2 separate regions of the Gossypium hirsutum genome follow, and region 1 is linked to region 2. The links are chromatin contacts, called in public Hi-C maps. All regions are on one chromosome and are shown on one strand. The core of a region is the stretch at or near the end of the contact, and the rest is flanking DNA. Distances in the headings are between cores, read along the strand shown.

Region 1 (6,546 bases), core at 1,687-4,186, 270 kb before region 2:
TTTCATCCTTGGTAGCAACATCCTCCTTTCCCTTCCAACCATACCATCCATCACCTCCACCACAAGCTCCTTAGAATTATTATTGTAATATAACTATGCTACTTTTTTATATGTAAAACTAATGTATGATCTACTTTTTCATATGCAAAACTAATGTATGATCTACTTTTTTATATGTGAACCTAATGTATGATATACTTTTTTTATATGCAAAACTAATGTATGATCTACTTTTTTATAGGTAAACCTAATGTATGATATTTTTTATGTTTGGTATTTTTAGCTATGCTTTTATTCAATTTTTTATGTTGTATGGAATGTCACAAGTTATTAATTTATTTTCATTTGATTACTTTTTCAGGTTATGGATGAATTTAACAATATGTATAATAGTTTTTATATGAATTATGATACCCCTGAATTAAGTGAAGAAGCTCAACGAAGAATAGCCACAATTGTTACACAAGTTGAGCACAACAATTATCATGAAGAGGAAGAACAAGTGTTAAGCAGTGTATTACTACACCATGAAACTTATTTCACTAAGCAACCGTGTATGGATTCAAATTATACAGGTCAAATGTGGGTGGACGAAATATTAAATGGGCATGATGATCGTTGCATGAATAGTTTTAGGATGCCAAAAAATATATTTCACAGCTTGTTGCATGATTTGCAAACCAATTATGGCTTAAAGCATGGGAATGTATCTGCGATGGAGAAGTTAGCATTATCATTGTATATTCTTGGAATTAGATAATCAAATTCAAATGCACCAGAGCGATTTCAACGATCTGGGGAAACTGTTAGTCGAATTTTTACTGATATGTTACATATATTTGCTTGAATGGGAATGGACACGATTAAACCCACTAAAGGTCAATTCGAGGAAGTACCGAACCATATTCGACATGATACAAGATATTGGCCTCACTTTAAGGTAAAATTTACACAATCTTTATATTTTTAAAATATAAATTATTTCTAACTTTTATCTCATTACTTGTATTTATTTTAAAGGATTGTATAGGGGCCATAGATGGAACACACATAAAAGCATGCATTTCGCCTTCTTGTCAAATACCTTATATCGGACAGAAAGGTGAACCAACTCAAAATATTATGGTAGTTTGTGACTTCAACATGTGCTTTATTTTTGCATTTCAGTAGAATTTTTTTGCAAGCACTTAGACAACAAGAGTTAAAGTTTCCACACCCTCCACCAGGTTGAACTTTAATTTTTTAAATTAATCTTTACATAAAAAATAGTATTAAAATTTTTAATTTTTTTTAAACTTGATATTATGATTTACTTTTTTGTAGGAAAATATTATCTTATGGATTCAGGATATCCACAAATGACAGGTTTTCTAGGTCCATATAGGGGGGAACGATATCATTTACCTGACTTTCATCGAGGTAATCATCGAGCATCTGGAAAAAAAGAAATTTTTAATCATGTCCATTCTTTGTTATGCTCTGTGATTGAATGAACCTTTGGAGTGTGGAAAAAAATGGCCAATATTAAGAGATATTCCAAGCTATTCATTCGACAAGCAAGTTTTAATAGTTATTGCAACAATGGTTTTGCATAATTATATTCGAAGACATGGTTGGTCAAATGATGAGGATTTTCGACAATTTGAGAATATACCCGACATGCCAATCTCTTCAGGCCATTTTGATAGAGGTGAATCGAGTTCTTCTGACAGTGAAAGTGACCTTGAAATTGCAATGTTAAGGGAAACCATTGCAAATAGTTTAATGAATCAATATTTGTAAAAGTAATTTTGTATCATAACCTAATTTCTAGTAATAATGAAACTTGTTATGTCTTATGTTACTATATATATATTTATTAAAAATCATTCGTTTAGATACTTCAAAATTTGATCCAAGTATAATGTTACTATTTGCGAAAATAATATTTATCATAGTTATAAAAGGATATTTAACTATAAAAAATTAAAAATTATTATCATTTTATCTAATAAATAATTTAAATTGATTATATAATTTATTTAAATATTTATAATAAAATATTGGAAGATAAATTTTAATATTTTATTAAATGAATTTATAAATTTACATATTTTAATAATTTTATATAAGTAAAATAATTTAAAAACTTTTATTATATACCAATTCTAATTTGATGTCCTTAATAGTCATTTTTTATTTTCACCTCACCGCTACAGCTGCGTTTGAATCCAAACACACACTCCACCGCTGTTTCTAATCTCACCGCTACAGTATCCAATCTCACCGCTACAGTAACCAATCTCACCGCCACCACTGTTTTTAACCTCACCGGAGATAAACACACCGCCCATCCAAACTAAGCCTAAGATAGTCTTATTTAACATTTACACACCTTATCCATTACGTCCAAGTTTGAATAAGAATTAAGAAGCATTGTTTTCGTCATAAGTTTTCAGAAATTAAATTTAAGATTTGTGTGAATTATAAACTTAAAATAAATATTTTATTATTTTACTTTTAATTTAATAAAATAATAATATTTTTTGATAATTAATATAGAGTATGAAATTATATGGAATTAAATCTAAACTTTTATACTTACAACATAATATTTTTATGATTAGAGTAAGAGATTATTAACTATACAAATATTTTATTATTCACTTATAATTTAATAACAAATAATGAATACATATATTTTTTAAATCCATTTTAATTTGAAAATTATATTATACATTGTGGATTTTTATAATATGTAAAATATTTTATAAGATATAATAAAAATTAAAAATTAAAAATTAAAAAATATAAATATAAATAAATTTATATTTATCACATTCTCAATTATTTTTAAAATATAAATAAATTTAACTTTAAAATATAAAAAATATCCAAAAATAATGAGAAAAATGATTCTCAAATCCATAAGTCATACAAGAAAACAAGGCCAAAGTCATAATAAAAGGCCAAAAAATAAAAAATTGTAAGGGTTCTTTGTTTGAGGTTGCTTTCACCTGGAACAATCTTGAATCCTCTTCGAAGTCGCGCTGCTGCTTCCTTCTTCATTTCATTTCCCACATTTAAAATTCAAAAAAAAAAAAAATCCTTTCTTTGTAGAGTTAAACTTCAAGAGGAAAAAAAGAAACAAATCGCAGATTTCGTTGGTTTACGCTTCACGGTTAACAGATTTTATTCAGGAAAAAAAATGGTGTCAGGTTCGGCATTAAGCGCGGCAGCCAAACAAGCGGAGCAATTGAGGAAAGATGGCAACATTTATTTCAAGAAAGATCGTTTTGGGGCAGCCATCGATGCTTATACTGAGGTCTACAATCTTCCTCTCCTCCCTTTTTTTTTTTTGAGAAAAAATTGTTATTGTTTGCTATATTAGTTTCTTAAATTTTTTGATTTTTTTATAAAAATTATGTAATTTTTTGGGTTTAAAGGCGATTACGTTATGCCCCAATGTTCCTGTATATTGGACGAATCGCGCTCTTTGCCATCGCAGACGGAAGTATGTACGCAATCCTTTTATAATGAATTTTTATGTAAAAATAGTGCCTTTTTTTCTTAAGAGGAAAAAATTTTTGAAGGTGTCTCTTTTCTTGGTTTGACGCAGTGATTGGTTGAAAGTGGAAGAGGATTGCCGGCGAGCTATTCAGCTCGACTACAATTCTGTCAAGGTAATCTTCTTTCATTTCTTATTCCGTTATGCTGATTTTTAGGGTTTGTTGTGCGCCTAATTATCATGACATTTCACACACCCCTGACCCGTCCATGTCTTGAAATTTGATTCTTCTTGGTTGTCTTGTTTTTTTCCTTTTGGATGTAATGCTAAATCATGTATAGCAGAATAAAATAAGTTCTTAGGCGAGTATTAAGGTGATTGAAGCTTCTACCGGCCTGACATTTTCAGGTCATCCTTAACTCTTTGATTATTTCCTAAGAAAGGAGTCAAGTTTAGTTGTTTAGTCGACTTTCAAGCGCCAATTGGGAAACTGAGTAGGGTTGGAACTGGGGACGGGTTCAAGCAAAATTAAGGACTTCTGGAAGTTAAAGTGGCAAATATCTAGCTATGTTAGTCTTTAGTTATAAACCTATCAAAAGCTGGTTTGGAACTGTTGAGATAATCATGCGTCTTGGGTTGTTTAACTTAATTTCCCATGCAAAATCTAATGGTTTTCTGGCAGTTTCTTCTTTTCCCAAGTAAAATCAATCTTGATTTTGCAATGTGGGTTGTTTTTGCCATTTTTTATGCAAAATCTGAATTATCTACTGGGTTAAAAATTTTCATTTTTATTAGCTTGAGGTTTCACATGTAATGTTCTTTTATTCCAACTTGCTAACCTGTTTACTGCAAGTTTTAACTTCCTAGCTATTTTCATTTTCATTTGTTCCTCCCTTAGGAACATCAAAAACTGGGGTTTGGCTTAGTGTATGCTTATTGTGCATACCTTTTCCTTTAGAACTGACGGGGTATACTTACATATGGTTACTTGATAGGCACACTACATGTTGGGACTTGCCTTACTTCAGAAGCAAAAATTAGATGAAGGGGTCAAGGAACTACAAAAGGTACATATGACATGATAAATCTTTTTGTTTCTTAAGAATCAGAAATGATAACTTTGTTAGGGTTGCATTTGGAAACTTTTAATCTCTTTTAGTGAAGGTTGTTAAAGTCAATACATTCAATTAGTTTTTGTGGTTTTTTCACCATCACATGTAGCATGCGTGTGTTTCACCATGTTACTGACGTTCCTGTTATTTTCTTATTGAACAGTTGCATGGTGGTTGCTGGGTTTTATATTCATTGTAAATGTCTTATGCATCTTCATTCTGGTCCATGTTGTGGTTTTCCTTTGGTGGTTGTACTTTTAAAGGACATAGGGACCCCATTTCAACAAATGATATATAAGAAACAGAATATCTTTCGCTTTTGTTTAACTTTTGTCTGCTATGATGGCTTCGTTTGGTGTAGTATATCATATAGACTTGGATCCTTGACAAAAAGATTTTTGTGAAGGGAAGGGGGATGTTGTTTGGCAAGAAAAAGACAACTGAATGCATTTTGATTTAGGATATATCTGAGAGCTATTCTTTTTTTTTTCCACCATTTCTTCATAGGGATGAGTCAAAGCAATAAGGGAAAAAAATATCATTTCACGAGGAAGATAATTTGTGAAAGATATTTTGCACAATAAACATTTTCTTGCCATTTGTGTTGCCAGATATTTTGGGGGATTCTTTCCTGCCTTTTACATTTATCAAGCTTGATCTTAGCTCATGGAACATAGAGGATAAGTGGATGACTTTGAGGTCTACTACGTTAACCATAATGAGCATTTATGTTAAGGGGGTGGAAAAGTGGTTCTAGTATTAGTGCAACTTTTTTCTTCATTGTCATTATTGTTGTGAATAATACAAGGAGCAGGCCTTATTGGCCTGTGCTTTTTGTTTTTGCTGTTTCAAAGATGTTTGCTTATAAGTGGATGAATACTATCAATAGAGTAAACTATTGATGATTTAAGCGGTTTCCTTAAAATATGTAGTGAGGCTATTTTGGGATTTACTCTTGTCAGATTTGATGATTTTCCTATAAGCTTTAAGCCAATGAACTAGGCACAGGCTTTTGAAGTCTGGTAATTGTAGTAAGTGTTCCTAATATTTTAGGGTTATGAACCGATAATGTTTTGAAATGCTGAATGCTGCAGTTTGTAATGTACAAGTTTTTCTGGAGATCCTTTTTGAGCATGCAGTTTCTTTCTTCTTATAAATATTGCAGAAGAAAACTTTTTCCTGGAATATATATACACATGCAAAGATGTTGTTCACTGTAAGAAATTTTGGTTGAACAAATTATTGAGTGGTATTGGGTTCTCTTGCCTTTATTTTATATTTATAAATTGATTCTTTACTTAGAAAGGCTGATCTGCTTATTTAGGCTTTGGATCTTGGAAGGGGTGCAAATCCAAAGGGTTATATGGTAGATGAGATTTGGCAGGAGCTTGCAAAAGCGAAGTACATGCTATGGGAGCATGCATCTTCCAAGCGTTCGTGGGAATTGCAAAGTTTGAAGTATGTCATCCCTGTGAGTTAAGACATTTGCTTCGAGGGGAATGATTTACCTCTCTGGAAATTTTTGATGGAGAAATGGTCCTAATGTTTATTTTTGCTTCATGCAATTATTTATTTCCTCTATGTTGCAGGGAGGCTTGTGAAGCTGCTCTTAGAGAAAAACATTTTCTTGATGATTCTCAACCAGAAGGTTTCTTAGATGAGGCTGGTATTTCTCATATGAAACAACTGGAGGTTCTGAGGCAAGTGTTTAGGAAAGCTGGTGAAGCTGACATCCCTGGTGAGGTAAGAATGCGTTCTTTCCATTGTCAATTATACAAGCCCTTTTGTACTGTTTTGGAGACATGATAAATAGTTTCAGGTGCCGGATTACTTGTGTTGTAAAATCACACTTGATATCTTCCGTGATCCTGTCATTACTCCAAGTGGAGTTACGTATGAGAGAGCAGTGATCCTTGACCATCTTCAGAAGGTGATATGCTCTGGAAA
Region 2 (6,211 bases), core at 3,446-5,945:
CCCTGTCCTGACGTCGGATACTGGCGAGGGGTGTTACAAGTACAACCTTTGAATACATGATTAGTATCCTCTTCAATGAATCTACACCTTAGGCAAGTGACATTATTAGTTAATTGTTTGATACATGTCGCATAGGTTAGGGATAAAATTCTGATAAAGCCTCTAAAGAAAGAGTTTGATCTTAGGAAAGGTATCCAACCCCTACATTTTTTTTTTGTAAAAATTTGTATACGTTTCTATACTATCATGGGAATTTGGTGTATCTGTACTGGAGACATAGAATATTCCCTTAACAGCTCACAATCCCAAACCACCAAATATTGCTACTGAGATCAAGACAACAAAATAAGAAGAATATGCCTAGCATTTGCTTCAGTAAATAGGTTGGTAACCACTTCTTCCTTCCATATTCTTTTATTTGGATATATTTATCAGGAACCAAGTTACAATCTATGTTTGTATAAACATAATTAGCTTCACATAAACCCCACTAGGAAGCCATAGGACATTCCAAATGGGTATTGTAAACCCATTCCCTACCTTTCATCGTGTACCTACTTCAATTAATCCTCTAGAACACCAAATACTCTTCCACATATAAGAAGTGTTATTACCCAATCAAGCCCTTAAAAAGTATGTAGATGGAAAGTATTTAGCATTTAAAACTTACGAAATAAGCGTATATTACCTAAATAATATTTGCCAACCTTTTCGTATTAGCAAGGCTACATTAAATTTAGCCACATCTCAGAAGCCTAAACCCCCTATATTTAATATCGCATAGCTTATTCCAAGTGTACTAATAGATACATTGCTGGTTGGTCGATTTTTTCCACCAATATCTTATAATAATGGATTGAATCTTAGAGTATAAAACCTTTAAAAAATAAAACAAAACATTGCATATGTGGGAATAACTTAGAGGATCAATTTAACAAACACTTCATTTCCTCGACTCAACAGTAGCCTTACATCCCATTTATTAATTCGATCTCTCATCTTATCCTTAATAATCTCAAAATCAAGTCATTTGCTCTTACCACTCAATGTTGGGAGCCCCAAATAATTTTTTAGGGATGATGTCCTTCAAACACCCAAAATCTATACTACTTTGTGTCTAAATTATTCCTCTACAATACCTTTAAAAAGAAAATTGATTTCTCAAAATTCACCCAAAAATAAATCATTTATTCACTGTTTTCCTTACCTGCCCACTAGCTTAATCCTTCAAAGAAGGCTCAGACAAGGCAATAGTTCCCAATTTACAAGGGCTCTTCTATTGGTTATGATAGGTTACCTGATATCTCGGGAAATCCATTTTCCCCTCCTTGCTTCTATATTTAGGGTGAATGAGGGAAATGGTTGACTGGGCAATACTAATAACTACCTCATCTTCCTTTGGAAGGTATGTTTTATCGTAGGAGAATACACACCTTCTCTGTTTTCGGTCAGCCTAGAATATTGTAAGGATTTGTCTCAAGAATTAATGGAGTCCCTTTCCTTAACCTCCCCGTTCCTCTTCAGACTTTGCTTATTACGACTCCTTCTATAACATCTTGGGTAGACCATATTAGCATCTCTCACCTCCCCATCTTTACCCTGCCAGGGATTCATCTCCTTTCTTTAACAACGCTGGTGACTTCCTTCCATTAGCAAAAAGATGAGAAAAATTTAGGGCTACCCTTTAGTATGGAAACGAAGCTAAGCGGGCTATACTAAAAAGGCACCTATTTTAGCGGACAACGATATGTGCAACTCCTTAAATTCATAGGAATCTGTCTGCCAAAGTTAGAGATTTACTTATGCTCTCCTCTAGCTCCTACGAGGAGATTAATAGAAGAAATCCAACATCTTCCTCATTTTCAAAACTCGAGTAGAATCGTTTCCACTCCTTTCGAAGGACTTTGCTAAAAAAAGAGGCGAAGACACCTTTGAGGCAGCAACTTATTCAGCGAATAATGACGCTTTACCTTTGTTGTATCTATTTTTTAATAATATTTTTCTTTTCTCTAACATTTGAACTTTTCAATCAATATATCCAATTACCCTTACTTTATATTTTTCTCCATATTCGTCTATTTTTACTCCAATTTTGCTTACCAATCTAGGCCATCATATTTACACACTCGGCACATAGCAACTTAAATAAACAAGGACTCAAGAGACTTAGCCAAATCGAATGTCATGCACATAAGGGGTATTTCTTCAAATTTCCTAGGTCCAAAAGATCGACTAAATCATGCTCTGATACCATTTAACTTGTGACACCCCTTTCTTGACCCGTTCGTCGAATCTGAGTTTAGGGCGTCTTAATTAAACTGGGTTCACGTACAACATTTGAACTCGTTATCAAAATCTATTACCTATTTATAAAGATTACAACATAGACAAATATTTTTTTAATAAAGTTTGTTGTTCGTACCTCAGATTTTAAGGAAATTACATAATTACAATATACATATTCGACTTCACGACGGAGTCTCTTAAGGTACCCTCTTCCTATGTGCATGACTATATACTAGTAATGAATTTTCAATTCCACACTATCTAACTTGGTCCCTCTTCAGGTTCCTTATTCCCCCGACCCTGCAAACACAGGTCAAAACCTTTGTAAGTTCGAATGAACAATAACTGATTTTTCAAAATTCACCATAAAAGAACAATCCACCATTCTTGTATGATGATCTTCATGGTCATTTCATTTGCCTTAAAGGCTTATAAAAAAATAGACTGATGTCTGTAAAAAATAAGTGAGTTAATCTTGGTCCTCCTCGAGTGAATCTGATTTCGTGAACCAATCCATCCCTACGAGTCATCTTCAGGAGGGTTTCGTTGCATATAAAAAAAAAACTTGGAGGGTCCCCTTGACGTAAACCTCTCGTAAGAACAATCACTTCACCTTCACGACCATTTACAGAGATCTTATAAAAGACAATCATAACACAATGTATAATAGTATGAACTTATCTCCCAACAAAACCCATTTTTAACATCATAACCTTAATAATGCCCATTCAACTATGTCGTACGCCTTACTCATATCTAATTTCAATGCAAAAGCTTCATTTCGCCCACTCCTTTTATTTTTGAGAGCATGAAAAATCTCATATGCAAGAATTACATTATCAGTTATCAACCTTCTTAGGACAAACGCACTCTGTGGCTCATCAACACAAAAATCAAGAGCGTCTTGAATTTTGACACAATCCTATAGATAACATACACAAACTAAGGATAAACAAATATAAAAAATAAAAATAAAATTCTTGAAAATAAAATATAAAAATTAAATTTCACCTTTTCAAAACAAGTATAAAATTTATAACATATTTTAACTTATTAAATCAAACACAAATCAAAGTAGTTTACATAAATTATATAAATATTAAATAAATAAACAGATACCCATTTTATTTGAATGCAACAATAAAATAGACAGATTGGAAAGGCGGCATAAACATATGCAAGATGGGCGGGGACATGTGTCTGATAAAGCTCATGACAACATGGACACGTGGCATTGGTGGGGGAGTAGGATAAGAAATAAGGAGGTGAAGGAACTATAAGGTGGTCTCGAGAACAGCAACAGTAGGTAGTTCCCCACTCACAACCAATTATTTATGGAAGTTTTGTAGTCAAAGTCAATAACCCTTAATTTTCACAAACCCCAAAGACCACCTGAATATTAATAACTGACCGAACTCCATACCCCCAAATAAATAGATTGTAAAACTAACCTTGGTTGAGTTAGCAGTGATTATGATTAAAAATCCATTTAAACAAAACGCTTAATTAAGTGGAAGAATCTTAAGGAACACGCTTAGCTATTGTCAAACCCTATTATTAATGATGAAACTACCCAAATTAAATACAATTTATTCCCTACAAGCATTTCATTTCCAAACTATTTATGACCCTAATTATACCCTTCACTTACTAATTATGCTTTGAGGTTTGATCTAATCGCCGAAATAGAAAGGACTTAGAACAATCTCTCACATCTCCATTTCTCTATAATCAAGTAAAGTTTAGATTCTCCATCAAATTCTAATTATCTTGAATATCAATACTTGATCCACATTATTATATGGCTTTTATTTGGTTAATTCATTTTCTGGTAATATAGAAAAAATTAATCTCCAATTATGGACAAAAGGTATTATCTTACTTAGGATTTTATCTCCATAAAAAACGACAATATTATTAAAAATATTAATTATACAAATTATATTTGTGAGGGATTAAACTATTAACCAAGATTTAAACATTTTATTTTAGCATATTTAATGGAGCAACTTGTATAATTAATATTTATAATGATACTAACACTTCTCTCGTAAATTTATTGATTATATTTATATCAATCGAAATACTCCTTATGAAAGATAAAATTCCCCAATGAGAAAATACTTTTTGTTGAAGGTTCCAAACCAACCTTTTCTGATGATAAAAATAATAAGTTAGTTGCTAAATCTAAATAACAAAAAGCTGCTTTTATAAGACGAAAACTAGCCAACACTAAAGAGCATATGTTAGTTGCCAGTTGTTACATTTAAAATTTTTGAATCATCATCAACATATAATATATTAATTTTTATTTTAAAGAGAATTATGAACAAAACCTAAGAAAATATATTAAGTGGAAGAGTATAATTTCCTAACGAACGAGAAAGCAAAGAGAGAGGAGGGCAGAAGCATCATCGGAAAGGAGAGGGCCTCAAATTCCGTCAATCTAAATATGCTTTTGGCGGGAGACATGGACTCCATAAAAAGTTGAGCTTTTGTCCTCATTCCCATTACACGTCATAATATTGTACGCAACATAATCATATAAAACTTTTTTTAAAAAAAATATTGTAAATTATAAAAAAATTGTAAATACAAATAAATATATTAATAGTTTCCACTGCAATACAAATTATAAAGAATTGAAATTAGAAAAATAGGATGGACATATTTTTACTAAAAAGTTGAATTGTGTTTTATTTTTTTACTAAAAATAAATAAATTAAATCTTATATATTAGATTAAAGAAAAAAACTGATTATTCTATTAAAAAATTTATTAATTTCTATGGTTAACTGTTGAGGTGATTAATAGGGCAATCGGACAGTGACACGTAACATGATATATAAAAATCATGCTAATGTGATAATATTTTTAAAAAGTTAAAAAATTAAAAATATATAATCATTTATAATTATTTTAAAAAATTCCCTTAATGTGATTTTTTAGAAAATATAAAAATATAAAAGAAATTATTTTTAAAAATTAGGAGTTATAAAAAGTTATAGATAATTAGTAATTTAAAAAGAAAAAGAAGAAAAAAAGAAAAAGAGAGATATTATACAAATAATATATATAATCAAGTCTATTACGCCGGATCATCCATGGATATGGCTCTATTTGGTTTCCATTGAGACAATGAAGTGGATGTAGGCCCCGTGGTGATACCCGTCCCTTTTAGGGTGAGTTTGGATGTGCGGTGCGTTTAGCTGTGGTTAGTGTAAAAATAGAGTTGGCGGTGAGATTAGATACTGTAGCAATACTGTAGCGTGAGACAAAAAGTAAGCTAAACGCACCTCACCGCAGTCAATCGCCCATCCAAACGAAGCCTTAGTATTTGTTTTGCTGCGATTAGGGATTCTACCAAAGGTGGGGCAGCTTTTTCCCGTCCAAGTGTCACTTGACAAATGCTTCCAACGACATGTCCGTCGTTGTTGTGTTCGTCTTTTTCTTTTTCCATAAAATTTAAGAAATACTTCCGGCTATCGAGCCCACGATAATGATATAACCATATATTTCCAAGTATTTTAAGTTTAAAGTTTTTTATAGGTAAAAATCTGAGCAAAAAATAGTATGTTGGAAGTATGAGAATTTGCGTTCTAACTCTAAATAACTTTATTCTGCTCTCTCAATTAAAGAAAAAAGGAAAGTTTCCTATTATAAATTTTAGATATAATATTAAATTTAACTCTCAATATTGATATCTTTTATCAATTTAAATTTAACCATCAATATTTTTTTAAGCAACCAATTATGAGATGTTAGAATTCTTGATTGTTGATCATCCATCAACTTATAATGTTATTTTTTGTATACCCACAATGAGAATGGCTAAAATGGCAGTAGCAACATTACGTTTGAAAGTAAAATTTCTCGCTCTAATTTGCACGGGATTCATGAGTTCAGATCAATGTACGGTGCCATG

What was found. Hi-C and Micro-C count contacts between places; a contact is called where the count stands out from the background.
Region 1: a contact with region 2 is called in a Hi-C map of leaf, with 2.1 times the contacts expected there. The contact joins the promoter of LOC107955225 here to the enhancer-like site in region 2. A contact is called at or near these places in 9 of 34 Hi-C or Micro-C datasets (callus, hypocotyl, leaf and 2 more).

Annotation. Positions count from the first base shown.
Region 1 is chrA07:50,061,963-50,068,508 of Gossypium_hirsutum_v2.1, reverse strand. LOC107955225 (E3 ubiquitin-protein ligase CHIP) reads left to right here and starts at 2,936. Exons shown (of 8, transcript XM_016890956.2): 1 at 2,936-3,304; 2 at 3,426-3,493; 3 at 3,599-3,662; 4 at 4,483-4,554; 5 at 5,924-6,057; 6 at 6,189-6,342; 7 at 6,419-6,529. The coding sequence starts at 3,188. LOC107955227 reads left to right here. Exons shown (of 2, transcript XM_016890958.2): 2 at 1-172. The coding sequence ends at 74.
Region 2 is chrA07:49,796,630-49,802,840 of Gossypium_hirsutum_v2.1, reverse strand. No RefSeq gene overlaps it. Among protein-coding and RNA genes, the nearest start is that of LOC121232279, 8.8 kb to the right of the region's middle. Within about 2 kb of position 4,695, at least 4 of the 9 cell types and tissues checked have an H3K27ac peak or open chromatin away from gene starts, as enhancers often do. A contact at or near this core is called in hypocotyl and leaf, where this site is marked.